4 separate regions of the Mus musculus genome follow, and all the other regions are linked to region 1. Evidence: chromatin contacts called from public HiCAR-type and promoter capture Hi-C data. All regions are on one chromosome and are shown on one strand. The core of a region is the stretch at or near the end of the contact, and the rest is flanking DNA. Distances in the headings are between cores, read along the strand shown.

What was found. Promoter capture Hi-C pulls out the DNA fragments that hold promoters and counts their contacts. HiCAR-type assays count read pairs that join an accessible place to other places.
Region 2: a HiCAR-type map of astrocytes shows a contact between it and region 1, with 3 times the contacts expected there. The contact joins the promoter of B230319C09Rik here to the promoter of C87436 in region 1. A contact is called at or near these places in 1 of 39 promoter capture datasets (cranial neural crest), 1 of 115 datasets of contacts at active chromatin or transcription factors (astrocytes) and 1 of 9 other capture datasets (liver).
Region 3: a contact with region 1 is called in a HiCAR-type map of astrocytes, with 3 times the contacts expected there. The contact joins the promoter of Paip2b here to the promoter of C87436 in region 1. A contact is called at or near these places in 1 of 39 promoter capture datasets (liver) and 1 of 115 datasets of contacts at active chromatin or transcription factors (astrocytes).
Region 4: a contact with region 1 is called in a promoter capture Hi-C map of liver, with 5 times the contacts expected there. The contact joins the promoter of Sec61a1 here to the promoter of C87436 in region 1.

What each region holds. Positions count from the first base shown.
Region 1 is chr6:86,437,109-86,440,531 of GRCm38.p6, reverse strand. C87436 (expressed sequence C87436) reads right to left here and starts at 1,858. Exons shown (of 10, transcript NM_001364557.1): 1 at 1,685-1,858.
Region 2 is chr6:83,439,817-83,443,239 of GRCm38.p6, reverse strand. B230319C09Rik (RIKEN cDNA B230319C09 gene) reads right to left here and starts at 1,485. Exons shown (of 3, transcript NR_028382.1): 1 at 1,135-1,485; 2 at 563-653. It overlaps Tet3 (tet methylcytosine dioxygenase 3), which reads left to right. Exons shown (of 12, transcript NM_001347313.1): 3 at 1,967-2,023.
Region 3 is chr6:83,829,799-83,833,221 of GRCm38.p6, reverse strand. Paip2b (poly(A) binding protein interacting protein 2B) reads left to right here and starts at 1,481. Exons shown (of 5, transcript NM_146169.2): 1 at 1,481-1,587; 2 at 1,894-1,951. The coding sequence starts at 1,923.
Region 4 is chr6:88,517,193-88,520,615 of GRCm38.p6, reverse strand. It overlaps Sec61a1 (Sec61 alpha 1 subunit (S. cerevisiae)), which reads left to right and starts at 1,816. Exons shown (of 12, transcript NM_016906.4): 1 at 1,816-1,930; 2 at 2,178-2,245. The coding sequence starts at 1,924.

The DNA.
Region 1 (3,423 bases), core at 609-3,108:
CACTTTGTAGATCAGGCTGGCCTTGAACTCAGAAATCCATCTGCCTCTGCTTCCCGAGTGCTGGGATCAAAGGCGTGCGCCACCACGCTCGGCTACTATTTCTTTTATTTATTCTTAAGATAAGGTTTTACTCTGTGACCTGAAACTTATTATGTACCTGAGGCGGGCCTTAAACTCTAGATAATCCTTTTATCTCAGCCTCCTAAGTGATAGGGCTACATGTATGGACCACAGTGTTGAGCCATATATTTCAATAAATGTAAATATCATAGTAAACATAGCTATTTCCTTTGTACACTTAACATTTTCGGAACCTGAAAAACTGTTTCCAAAGGGGCTGAAACCTATTTCCTGTGTCAGGCTATGTGCATATGAGTACAGGCAGCCATAGCCAACAGGCTGCACTGCATATGTCTGGAACTGTAGTTACAGGTGCTTGTGAGCTACTAGACATGGGTGCCGGGGACTCAACTCAGATCCTCTGCAAGAGCAGTATGTATTCTTAACTACTGGGTGGTCTTTCCAGCTCCCACCTCTTTTTTGAAGATAGGGTCTTACTATGTACACCTGGCTGTACTCAATATGTGGACCAGGCTGGCATCCAAATCACAGATATCCCTCTATGAGATTTTGTACCTGCAGAATAGGAAAAGGACTTCCATTAAAGAACTAAGTACAGTGTGCTGAGTAAGATGCGACTGTAAAGCCATTAAAAACAGTTGAGATCTGTATACCAGTAACAAAGCTTAGTGCTTTGTGTATGCTATGCTTGGTTTTGAAAGGAAAGGAAAGGGGAAAATGGGGCTGCAGAGATGGCTAGTGGTTAAAAGTGTGTATTGCTCTTTTAGAGGGCCCAAGTTTGGTTCCAAGCAGTAACATCAGGGCTCATCTGCCTAAAACTCTTAATTCTGGGAAGTCCAACTCCTTTGACACACTGGATATACACACATGCATACACAAAAATCTTTTTTTAGAAAAGACTTTAAGGACACAGCATAGTTGTCTATTTCCTCAGCAGTAATTTGAGACCCGAGAAATGGAGGTTTAATCTCATTTTTTTTACTATTCGAATTTGAAAACATGTATCACTACGAATTATTACAGAGTTTTTTTCTTATTTTCCTTTTTTGGGGTGTGGTGGGGCGGGAGGTAGGGGGCAGGATTTCTTTGTATCGCTCTGGCTGTCCTGGGATGGACCGGGGAAGCCTCGAACTCAGAGACTCGCCAGTCTCTGCCTGTAGAGTTCTGGTATTAAAGGAGCTCGTCACCATACCCAGTTTGTTCTTTTCTTTTTGAGACAAGGTCTGTTATGTAGCCTAGCTGTCCTGGAATTTGAGATCTTCTTGCCTTCGCCTCCCGAGTGCTGGGATGACAGGCTGCGCCACCACGCCCGGCTTGCAGACTCTGTCTTAAAAAAGGATACACAAGGAACGCGACTTGTGAAGGAGCTCCGCTGGAAACCTGAAGGGTCTCCCGATGATTGTCTCTTCTCAGCAAGAGGGTGAGCAGCGCCTGGCGCTGGCTGAGGGAACCCGAGGCGCGGTAGGCTGCCCCCTGTCCCATGCGGCCGCTGAGCTGGTCGGTGTGGGGACGCTGTTTTGGGCACGTGAACACCGCCCCAAGTAAGAAAGAAGTATTCGAGTGCATGCATTCACACAAGGGATCCTGTGGAGGCGCTATTTACCCATTTTAGGAATAAAACTGTCTGGTTGGATCGAGACGTCACAGCTCGCAGACCTTTACTGATTGTAGAATCAGCCCGGTCACTGTCAAATAACAGAGTCCGGGCCACAATTCCTCGGTGTTGTTTAGGGGAGCGCGCCTAAGCTCAGCTTCCGGGAACGGCCGGCTGGAAAACGCACTTCCCATGCGACCCGCTTCCCGGCATCCTGCGCAAAACGCCCACTTCCGGCGGCGTCAAACTGAGGGCCCAGCAAAAATGTCAGCAGTCCGACACGCAGTTCCCCGAACACTTTTTCCGCCTCTGTTCCCACCCTAAGCCGTGCTCCGCCGGTGCTTGGCCTCTCCCACTTTGCCCCCTTACCTGCCTCGCAACTCTAGGAATCTCGTTGGTGACGACCCTCGCCGCGTCTCTTCTCCTTTTACAAACGGACTTTTACAAACACGTCCAAACTGTTTGCTTGTAACGACGGTCGTTATTGGTCAGATCAGCCCACGTGCGCCAAGGGCCCGCTCACCTCCGCTGAAGTGGCACCATGGGATTTGTAGTATTTCAGGGGAGTGCTCTCTTTTGGAAAACTACAGAGAAGGCTCAGGGTGCTGACACTTTGTGGCTTTACCTAAACGTACAGAACACACCAGCAAGGGCTTCCCGGTGGTCCCTAGTACATCGAACCTGAACAATTCTGTGCTGAAAACAGTTTTACTGGAATCGGAAGCAGAGCTCGCCTGAGCTTGTATGGTTTTCTCTCGCTTCGCTCTTACACATTATTGAACGACTCCCCCCTTGGAAAGAGCCGAAATAGACTTTATGTATATTTGTTCTTCAGAATCGTAAATCCCCGGCACCAATATTGTGTTTCCTGGAACTCTTTCTGTAGATCAGGCTGGTCTCGAACATAGATCCGCGGGCCTCTTCCCTCCAATGTGTTGGGATTAAAGACATGTGCCACCACCGCACTTCAGAAACACTCGGAAAGCTATGGTGCCTTAGGTGAGGCCGGTGTGTTCCCATAGCTTGGACACCTACTGGTGGTGCGCTGTAGGCACAATTGCTTTGCTCTAGCCAAATTTTACTTTTCTCCGTTACAGTGGCCCTTTTCTGGGATCAGATTTTTCTAATATTGTTTCAGAAACTGAAGGAACTAAAAAAAGAGATGTTTCCTCTCGCCACAATTTTTATTTGCTGTTAAGTTCAAAAGCATTCATATTTATACCTGGATCACATGGCTAGTTAGTTCCTAGCAACTGCCTCAAGTGGTGACCAGAGAGCATCAACCCTCATTTCTTTGCCTGGCATTGGGAAGTGTTTCTCCTTTGTTCTATAGTTCAATGTCAAGCCCTCCAATAGAGAGACATGCAGACAACATCTTTCTGGATGCTGTTTCTCTCCTTTCTCATTAAGTGTGCAGTGGTTCATGAAAGACCTTGTGATCCTCACCTCCCTGTCTTCAGAACCAGCCAACTTGGGTGTCCTCACACCAAGCTCTCCCAGGCTGCAATTTTCAACTGACATTTAAAAAAAAACAAAAAACAAAACAAAACAAAAAAAGCAGATAAAAACAAACAAAACAAAACAAAAAGCCGGGCCGTGGTGGCACACGCCTTTAATCACAGCACTTGGGAGGCAGAGGCAGGCGGATTTCTGAGTTCAAGGCCAGCCTGGTCTACAAAGTGAGTTCCAGGACAGCCAGGACTATACAGAGAAACCCTGTCTCGAATAAAAACAAAAAACAACAACAA
Region 2 (3,423 bases), core at 236-2,735, 3.0 Mb after region 1:
AGGGCTTGGTATGTAGCGGGGGGGGGGGGGCCTGAAGCACTGTGACTGCCATAGAAGAGGCAGTATTGATATTGTCCACACTGTCTCTCTGTGTGGGGTGCATATGCACAGGGCTTAATAGCACAGGGCTTTAGGGAACCAGGAGAAGGAAGGGGATTCATGTAGGCTGGTCAGGAGTGAGTTAAAAGACAAACATGCAGTTTGTCACATCAAGTCATGATTTAGGACATTGTCCCTTTATCTTGTCTGCTCTGGGAGGGACCCAGTAGGACTGCCTCTTGTGCCAAAGGGGAGACAGGTGTGGGCCCTGAAGCCTCCATATACCAGAAGCAGGCTTGGCCCGCTCCTAAAGAACTTATCTGATTCTGAACACCCCCTGGGGGCCCTGGGGTGGGGCACAATTCTGCATTTGGGGTGGAATGGGTAATAGAACGAGTCACTGGAGCAGGGGTGCTCATCTGTGAGTCACTTCTCTCAGGCCTCAGCTTACTCATCCGTGAGAATGAGAAGGCACCCTGAGCTCTGGCAGAGATGTAGAGTGCTGGAAGCCAGCAGCACCTACCTTGTGTCAGGCAGTGGCTCTGTGCCTTCTCAGGCCCTCACAGCTGCATGAAATGGCTGCTGGTTCCATTCTTCAGTTGAGCAGAGAGAGGCTAAGAGAGGTAAGTTACCACAGGCTAGGAATGGGATATGTGGGTACCAAAGTGAGGTAGAAGCCTGGATGTTCCCCTTCCGAGAGGGGGATGGGACAAAAGAGGATGCCTGGGTATTGAATCCCAGAAGGTGAATTGCTAGGACCTTGCTATCCCCCCCCCCCGCCCCCCACCATGGTCTCCTGGTCACCGAACCCTTGGTATGCCTATAGTTAGAGAACTAGAAGGAAACTCTTAAGGGCGGGGAGCCCAGGGCGTTTTTTTGGACGGGTCATCTGGTGGATCTTCTCCAGAAGAGAAACTTGTTTAAGAAAATTGCATTTCAGTACTGTTCGGTTGTAAGGCTATGCCGGAGAGGGCATAGCGGACTTGGGGAAGCACAGGTTATATGGGCTATAGCCAGTTTTCCGAGTGGGGTGTAAGAGGGCAGGGGAGTAGAACTATAGAATGGCGAAGGATATGGTCTTCAGGGAGGACTGACCTGGCTTGGAGTTTGAGCTATGCTGTGTTCTAGCGGTGTCACCTTCGGTAAGTTACTCCACTCATCTGCAGTCTGCAAAGCGGGGGGCGGGGTTGGGGGATGGATGTGAGGCTTCTGCTGCCCTGGATTCTCCTTGGAGAACCAGAGCTCCAGCTCTGCTCTGGCTGAGAGTGGCCGGTATGGGATACCCACATACTGCCGCTCCCCACCCCTTCGCCGTACTCCAGTTGCACCCGCTAGAACTGCAGGGGACGTCTTGTGTATGTTGCCAGGGGTAGGAGGGTGCCCCGGGATCCCCGGCCTGCCTGGGAAGCAGCCCTTGTGGCGATGGCTCCCTCCACCAAGGCCCCTGCCTGGCTGCTGGGCAGGTCCTTGGCGGGGAGGGCCGGGCGCGGGATTGGCTGGCGCGCGCGCCGCCCCCTTGCACACCAGCCTGGCGGGGCGGGAGCAGCCGGCAGCTGGCCGCCGCCTCTGCAGTGCCTCCCTCGGTGCGCTCCCTCGGCGGGGATAATGGGAGGCCCGGCGGCGGCCGATGCAGTAGTGGAGGCCGGCCGAGGTAGAGCGCTGGGCCTGGAAGGGAGGGGAGGCCGTGTGCAGGCCGCGAGCGGGTCCCGGGGATCTCCAGAGGCCGGAGAACCGAAGCAGGAAAACAAAACACTGGAAGGCGCAGGGGCCCAACAGTGCTGGGGAGGCAGCTGGAGCAGGAAGATGGTCCCGTCCAGCCTTTCTTCTCCGGGCCCTTCCCCTCCAGTGTGCTGGGGCCTGTGCTGGACTGCTCTGCTCCTTGCCTGCTACCGGCCTGCCTCACCAGTGTCTTTGGCTTCTTTTGCAGGTGGAAATAAATGCTCGTGAAGGAACGGGGCCCTGGGCACAAGGGGCGACTGTCAAGGTACCCTGCGTGTTTGTGTGTGTGTGTGTGTGTGTACGTGAGTGCGTGCGCGCTTGCCCTTGTGTATGTGTGCGTGTGTGTATGTGTGCGTGTGTGTATACGTGGGCTTGCACGGTGGGGGTGAAGTGTTTGACTGGATTGGATAAAAATAAAGGGTCTCCTCTGGTGATCCCTTAATCTCCCACTGTGTGTGTAGCAGCAGCTGAGGGGGAGGGGCGGCGCGAGTGTGGGCGGCCAATGAATTCTCAGGCCTGTGTGGGTTTTGTTTGGATTCGTTTTGCTTTCTCAGCTGGATGGTTTGGGTGCAGTTGGGGTTTGGCGTTTGGTTTGTTGAACTGTATGTATATGTGTGCGCTGTGCGTGTGTGCGCATGTGCGTGTGTGTGTGTGTGTGTGTGTGTGTGTGTGTGTGTGTGTGTGTTTTAAAGACGTACAACCCACTTCCCACCCCTGCCTCTGGAAATCTCTGGAGAATGGCCCTGGCACTGTTGGTTTGCTTCCAATCTGCAGAAATCCCCGGGGTGCGTTGTCTCGGGGAAGTGGGGGTGAAAGACAGTAAGGGGGAGGGAGAATTGCACTCCTGAGTCTGAAGCTGATAGGGTGTCATTAGTCATGCTGCTGTCACCATGGAGATGGCTGAAGAGAGGAGAGGAGGTGGTGGGGGTGAGGATATTTTGGGTAGGGTGGGGGCTGATGCAACATCATGGCTGGGAAGCCAGCGGGTGTCTGCTGTTATTCTGTGCCACTTGGTGTCTGGGAGACTGGGAAGGCAGTGTTCCCTGGTGTGAGGGAAGCAGAGAAAGGGGCTTTGAGCCATTCCAGGTGGGTTTTTCAGAGGGTGGTGTAGGTTTTGGGGAGAGGAGAATGAAGAGTCTGGGGAGAATCTGATCAAGAATCTATGACTAATCTGCCTAGGTTAGCCAGGTCCCGCTCAGTAGGTTCCTTCTAGTTTGCCCGGGTTTACAGGGCCAGGGGCTCACTCTAAGTTTGGAATTACTCAGCAGTAGCCTCTGGCCCAGGAGGTTGGGGAGGGGAGGAGAGGGGGACTGGGACAGAAAAGAACACCTCAGCTGCCTCTAAAGAGCAAAGGTTGGGATGAGTGTGGTGACAGGTGGGCAGGCCAGGCCTGGTGGGGCTCTGCCTTGCACAGAGGAAGCCCTGAGCCTGGTTGCTTAGGTAGCAGGTGGGCGAGCTGTGAGTGTCCCTGCATGCCCCTAGTCTTTCCTGCCGATCTACCTCCTGCTTCCTGGGAAAGCTGTGGGAAGCACTGAGGGGGTGCTGGAAATGGCACTCTGCCACCTTGCTGTCTGTGTGGTGACACCGGCGGGGTGGGGTTCTGCTTCCTCCTGTGTGTCAGGGGTTCCCGGGCTAACTTACAAGGTGGATATGAAGGCCAGGGTT
Region 3 (3,423 bases), core at 232-2,731, 2.6 Mb after region 1:
TTTCATTATATAACTACTTGTTTACTAAACCTATATTTTGTGTTGTGATTGTAATTAGCACAGTGGGTAGGAGAAGACAGATGTATGAGAAGTTTTTTTATTTTTAATTCCACTTTAATAAAAAGATTTATGTGCACGAGTGTTTTAACTTCAAGTATGTATATGGATTCAGTACTCTGGAGGCCAGAAGAGGGCATCTAATTCCCTGGAGCTAGAGTTACTGGTGGTTGTAAGCCACCATGAGGTGCTGAAAACTGAACCTGTCTTCTGCAATAGCAGCAAATGCTCTTAACTGTTGATCCACCACTCCAGCCATCAATATCCTATCTTCTTTTTATGGACATAACTTAAAATTTGGATATTGTTTTAGTTAGGGTTTGTATTCCTGCACAAACATCATGGCCAAGAAGCAAATTGGGGAGGAAAGGGTTTATTCAGCTTACACTTCCACATTGCTGTTCATCACCAAAGGAAATCAGGACTGGAACTCAAGCAGGTCAGCAAGCAGGAGCTGGTGCAGAGGTCATGGAGGGATGTTACTTACTGGATTGCTTTCCCTGGCTTGCTCAGCTTGCTTTCTTACAGAACCCAGGACTACTAGCCTAGGTATGGCAGCACCCACAACAGGTCCTCCCACCCTGATCACTAATTGACAAAATGACTTACAGCCGGATCTCATGGAGGCATTTCCTCAAGTGAAGCTCCTTTCTCTGTGATAACTCCAGCTTGTGTCAAGTTGACACATAAAACTAACTAATACAAGGTATCTTAAACCCAAAGGACAGAACAAGTGTGTGTGTGTGTGTGTGTGTGTGTGAATGTGAGTGTGTGTCTTGTTTTTCTGAGACTTGGTCGCAATATGAGCTCAAGCTGGCCCTGAGGAATTTGTGATTTTCCTGCCTCAATCTTGAGCCTGCTGGGACTGAAAATGTCAAATTTGTTTCTAAAAACGTGGAAGCAACCCTTTCTGTTCTTCCAATCTCCCAAATAGTCCTAATTTTTAACCTCACGACTTAACACAGAAGCAAATTCCCGCTCTCAAAACTCATCTCTAACTAATGGACAGATGAGGAAATCCCTGAATCCTACTCCCTTTTCTAAAGTGATCTAGACAAGTGACACAGGCTTCCAGCTTAGCCAATGGATGAAGCGGGAGCAGAAGCCTTTGTAAACAAACCCGGAGTCCTTGCACTCTGGCTCCTCCCCAACATGGAGGTGATTCATCCTTGGCCTGGAAATCTAGGCGTGACCAATGCTTCTTCAGCCAATCAGAGCTGGGAGTCTCCATCGAGGGCGGAGCGAATGGACAGACGCTAAGACCAATCAAAAACTGGAACTTCTGAAAGAGCTGGGCGGGCATTGTTTCACATTTAGACCAATCAAAACCAGGTAAGTGAGCGGCATTCTCTGCTGTCCAATAGATGGACGGGGCGTTGTCCGGCAGCCAATGAATGGCGCTGGGGGGCGGGGCGAGACGCGCGTGTGAGGCCGAGGTACCTCGAGCGTTTGTGCGCCGAGGCTCGCGCTCTTAGGAGGCGGCGCTGTGCTGTGGTGCGGACCTCGGGGCGGCGTTGTCCGCGCGGCCAGGTGGGTTGAGGCGTCGGGGCTGGGATCGTCTGGCCACCCGGGACTGCGCACAGCCCCTCTACCCGCGGGCTGCCCGGGAGCGCGCACAGCCCCTTCCCAGCGCGGCCCGGGCCCAGGCCGTCCGACGCTCTGGCGCTCGCGGGCCAGCTCCTCTCACCTCATCCCTTTTCACCATCCTTGCTACGTATGACCTGCCGCCTCCTGGCGCCCCTCCTCTCTCTCGCCTTCTGAGACGTTCACTCTCAACCTCAGGATTTCAGCCTCATTTCCCCCGGAAACTAACACCTCTCACTTTGCTTTTTGTAGGCACCTGGAAGGGTGAAGGCGAGAGGCAGATGACGACGCTGAACACAGGCTCCGCAAGGTTCGGAACTGCAATGGGCTTGCTTAAACTCTCTCTGCCTCCCCTTCAATGCCATCTAATCCCACTCTTCTTCTAGAATCATTGTCCTCATAAAGTGCTTTTGCTCAAAACTGCTGAAAATGCAGGTGGAAAGGCTTGCCAGCAGCAACCAATTTGAAATCTGTTACGTGGAACGGGATGGAACGGGATTCTGACCCAGCTTAGAGCACTAATTTACACTATGAGGAAGGGCCTGGTCATCCCGGACGTCCGTAAGATACGGGATATATGTGATTATCACACACAGCCTCTGAGAGAATTACAACAGCCCAGAGGCGACCTTCAGCATTATCTTTACAGAGAATTTATTTGTTTATACCTCATAGTATGGCAGTGTTTGGCTTCCTGTGGTGGTTCTAACCATATGTTTCTAGATGGCCTTCCACACTGTCTCAAACCCAAATAAAAATATGCCAGACGTTTACTGCGAATAAATTAGCTTATCACTCATAGTTTTAACTGAGATTTTAGAAGTTGAGGAGTATTAGACAATAGGGGTTTTATTTTGGAAGCCAGAGGACATTGAGTATTGGAATACGTCTAGTACTTTAGGCAGAAAGGGAGAAAGAATAAGATATCTATCCATATCCAAAATTGCATTGTTCTCATGTTGTCATTTTCTTGGCTTTATATCTGGAATTGTTTTTCTTGGTTTTCAAAAAGGAAAATTAAGTCGTAGTTTAGCATCAGATTCACTGTTGTGGAGTTTGTAAGCTTTACTTTACTATTTTTCTTATCCAATTTGTAGCACATAACAGTATATAGTTCCTTGTGTTTTGCTGTGGTAAGATTTTTGTCGTAGTAGAGAAAGAAGTCTGTTAGAGGAAATTAAAATCAGTCTTTCCTCATAGGTGACAGCATTGCCTCGCAGGCCTTATGTTTGTGCCATATTTTTCACACTGGAAAGAGCGGAATCTTAAAACTGTTGTGATTTTTGTCAATTATAGCAGTTGTCTAAGTCATGGGTAAAATACGATCTCTGAGTTGGTCACTATAGTACGATCTCTGAGTTGGTCACTATAGTAAACTGTTGTAAGTCTGCATTTGAAAATCAAATGTACCTACCATGTCTTTGATAAATCTGTGCTTAGTGATCACTTGTTTGGAAATTTAGAAGATGGTAGCTTGTGCTTCCTTCCTTTGATCTTAAAGTTTAGTAGAGGAGAGACCTATAAGCCAAGAATTAAATGCACAGAGACTTCTGCTGTTCAGGATGTGGGACTGGAGAGAAGCCCTATCCTCCATGTTCCAACCTCAACTCATGTTCCCCTAGATTTCCTCAATTGCATTTCCTTAACCTTCGTGCCTTATGTAGATTATAATCTTACATCTTGAAAACCACTTATCATGTTAGATTTTGTTCCCTATATTTTATACAACAGAAAATGGTTTTCAGAGGTGTGATTTCCCACTAATAGGTGCCAGAGTTATAT
Region 4 (3,423 bases), core at 567-3,066, 2.1 Mb before region 1:
GGTAAGAGCGCTGACTGCTCTTCCAAAGGTCCAACAACCACATGGTGGCTCACAACCATCCATAATGAGATCTGATGCCCATACTCATTATATATATTAAGTAAATAAACCTTTAAAAAAGAAAAGAAGAAATTACAGACGGCTGTGAGCTGTGCTGAGTGTGTGTGCTGGGACTTGAACCTGGGTCGTCCTAACTGCTGAGCCACCTCTCTGGCCACCTACTTTCACTTTTCAACAAAACTTTTGTACTCAACTTTTTATAGCCTATGCCAACATAAGATGCTCCAATTTTTATTCCAGAACTTCGTTTTGTAAAATACAGATTTTGTGAGTATCAAACCAAGTGGAGGTCTGGAATCCATTACTATTTTAACTTCTTCATTGTCCTGAAGACTAAGACAATTCATGTTTATTGCATTTTAAAATACCATTGTCAGGGGTTCAGAGAGATGGCTCAGCGGTTAAGATCGCTTGCTTTTCTTCCAGAGGACCTGAGTTCAGTTCTCAATACCCATGACAGGTGGCTCCCTCTTCTACCTTCAAAGGGCACCTGTTATCATACTTACGTGAGCACAGAAACAATAAAAATAAATCTCAAAGAAATACTTAATCAAAACTTCATTTAGATTTTATTGTCTCTTTAGGCATCTGTCTCTAATATTTAATAATTAAATCTTTAAAATGTGTACATGCAAAAACACTGCACCTCTGTTTCAAAAACCTCACATTGTGGCCTGCTGTGGTGGCACATGCACGGCTAGTCCCAGCACTCAGAGCAGTCAGGTGGGATCTCTGTGAATCTGAAGCCAGCCTAGTCTACATAGTGGTATCGAGGGCTACCTAGAGACCTAGCTTAAAGAATCGAAAACAAAAACCTCACATTGTGCTAAGTATATTGACTTAGTGCTTTCCCCTAAACCCATCTATATTTGTGTACGCACATGCAACTTAATGCCAAATTAAATATAAATGTCCTATCAATGACATGGGGCTGGCTGTCTAGAATGTTTCTAAGGACGTGGCCACAGCAAACCTCTCCGTTGAAGTCAGGACTTGGCTGCATGAAACTCAGCACTCAGGGTGCACAGCAAGAAGTCGATTTCAGACAGCACACAGCACTGAGATCAGAGATCCCACTAAAGAGTAAGTTTCATGTTGCCCCACCTTGCCCAGTCCCCTTCGCACACCCTTTCCTCCAGCCCAGATGTATTCTTTTCCCTGAAGATATGGGGCTGCAAGGCTTGGCTCGGTTTCTTCATCTCTCCTAACTCTCCAGTTCCAAAGGCCTTCTTGGAATGCGCTGCGCCAAAGCCCACCCAGAGCCGCCAGACCCGGCCTTTGCCGAACGTCCTCAAATGCATGAGCTCAGACATCCTTGGAGGCAGCCTACAGCACCCAGGAGGGTATTGTAGGGTAGGGTAAGCCATGCAGGGTAGGATTCAGCACACTGCTGCTCTGTCGTGCGTGACGAGCAGCAGCTGAGGCCTACTGGGTCGCGACATGCTATCACTGGTACTGAGGGCCACCGACACGGAAAGCCGAATCGCCTGCTTCGTAGGGCCAACACCACCACGAAGCGTCCACTAGTAACAAGGGCTGATTTGGCCCTCACTTCCGGGAGAGTCTGCGCAGCTGCACACGCCCAGTTCCGGTGTGGCCCGACAGTCGTCTTCCCGACAGCCTCTCTGCTCCTGCTGCATGCCGGGAGTTGTGGTCTTGGCGCAGGCGGCGCGGCGGGCGCGCGTGGCAGGAAGCGGAAGCGGCCGGTGGCCCATCCCCGGCCCCGCCTCGCCGCGCCGCTCGCCGCCGGGCTATCACTGACGTGTCTCTCGGTCGAGGAAGCGCGCTCCGGAGCTAGCAGCGCCTCCTCACTCGAAGTGGAGCGCAGTCGGGGCCGGGCGTGTAGTCGGATCAGCCGCCGCCATGGCGAGTGAGTTTCCTGGGGGCCACCCCGGCGCAGCCAGGATGCGTCGCCTTTCCCCGTTTGGGCGCTCGCCCGCCGTGCTTCCCGATCCTGGCGGAACGCGGCCTGCCTGGGGGACTCGTTCCCGCGCCCCTAGACCGAGCCTTCTGGGTCCCCGCACGCCCACGCCCGGCTCTCATCGTGCCGGGCTCCCTCAGGTGCCCTCAAGTTACTCCGTACCTAACTCCTTCTCTTTCTGTTTCTTCCATCAAAGTCAAATTTCTGGAAGTCATCAAGCCATTCTGTGTCATCTTGCCGGAAATTCAGAAGCCAGAGAGAAAGGTAAGTCCCCAGATGGTGGTCAAAGAAGACTTGCAAAATTGGGCGCTGGGAGTTTACAGTACAATTAAAAATGGCCTCAGCACACCGAGTGAAAACTGCCCCTCTGGAGTGTAGCTGTGTGTGCTGGGATACTCACGGGAGCCGTTGAAAGGTGACCCGGTTGTGTGGGAATTCTCCCAACACCTTGTCTCGTTAGGAGCATCTTTAGTGGATAGTGGTTAACAAAGCCTCAGGTTTGCCTAGTCCGAAAGTGGGTCTGAGCAGTGATTGATTAAGACCTCAGTTAGGATCCCAGATTGAGTTACCCTCCGTTCTTCACCTCCAGCAGGAGCAGATGATGGGGTGTTTGTTTCGTGTGGGAGGTGACTTCGGTATCTGGTTTCCAAAGGAAAAATCGAGTCGTGTAATCGATATGAACGTGTTTGTGGTTTTTATTTGAATGTATGCTGCCCCAGCATCGAGTTTACATGCACTAGTGAAGTCTGCTGCCATTGACAGCAGGTGCTCTAAAACAAGGAAGGAGAGAACTGTAGCACCTTAATGCTTAATGTGAATCTTAATCAGAATTTCTGTGGCAGGCAGCTTCGGCCCAAGAATAAATGTTCCTAGTGTGAGAGTGCCCGGTGAAGGAAAGTCCAGGCCCATGGGCTCAGAAAACAGTAAATCTACTTTGTGTTCCTGGTTTGGTTTTTGGTGTTTTTTTTGGTTTTGGTTTTGGGGTTTTTTTTGTTTTGTTTTGTTTTTTTTGGTATTTTGGGTTTTTTTTTTTTTTTCAGACTGTCATATATTCACATCTGGCATTTGTAGTTGGCATTCACATGGATACTTTGTGCTTCTAATTTAGTTTTTACTTTCCATAGTTCTATGCAAATGCCTTGCAGTACCCTTGCTGCCTTTGCCAGGATGATGTTCAGAACTTTATCTGTTCCACCTCAGTGCAGAGATTCTGGCTCGAGGGCCAAGAAACCCAAGTCCCACGCTTTACATTCTTTCTTCATAGACCTGTGACCTTGGCCTGGCAGAACAAGGGAGATGGGAAATATATAATATAGTGCCTGTGGATGGTAGGTAGGTTGTAAATGTAAAGGTTCCGGTGAGTCAGGTGGGCAGATAAGTGGCCTTGGCAGTAGGGGAGGGGCCTGGAGTGTGACTTGGGAGCCGTGCAGGAAAGGGGGCAA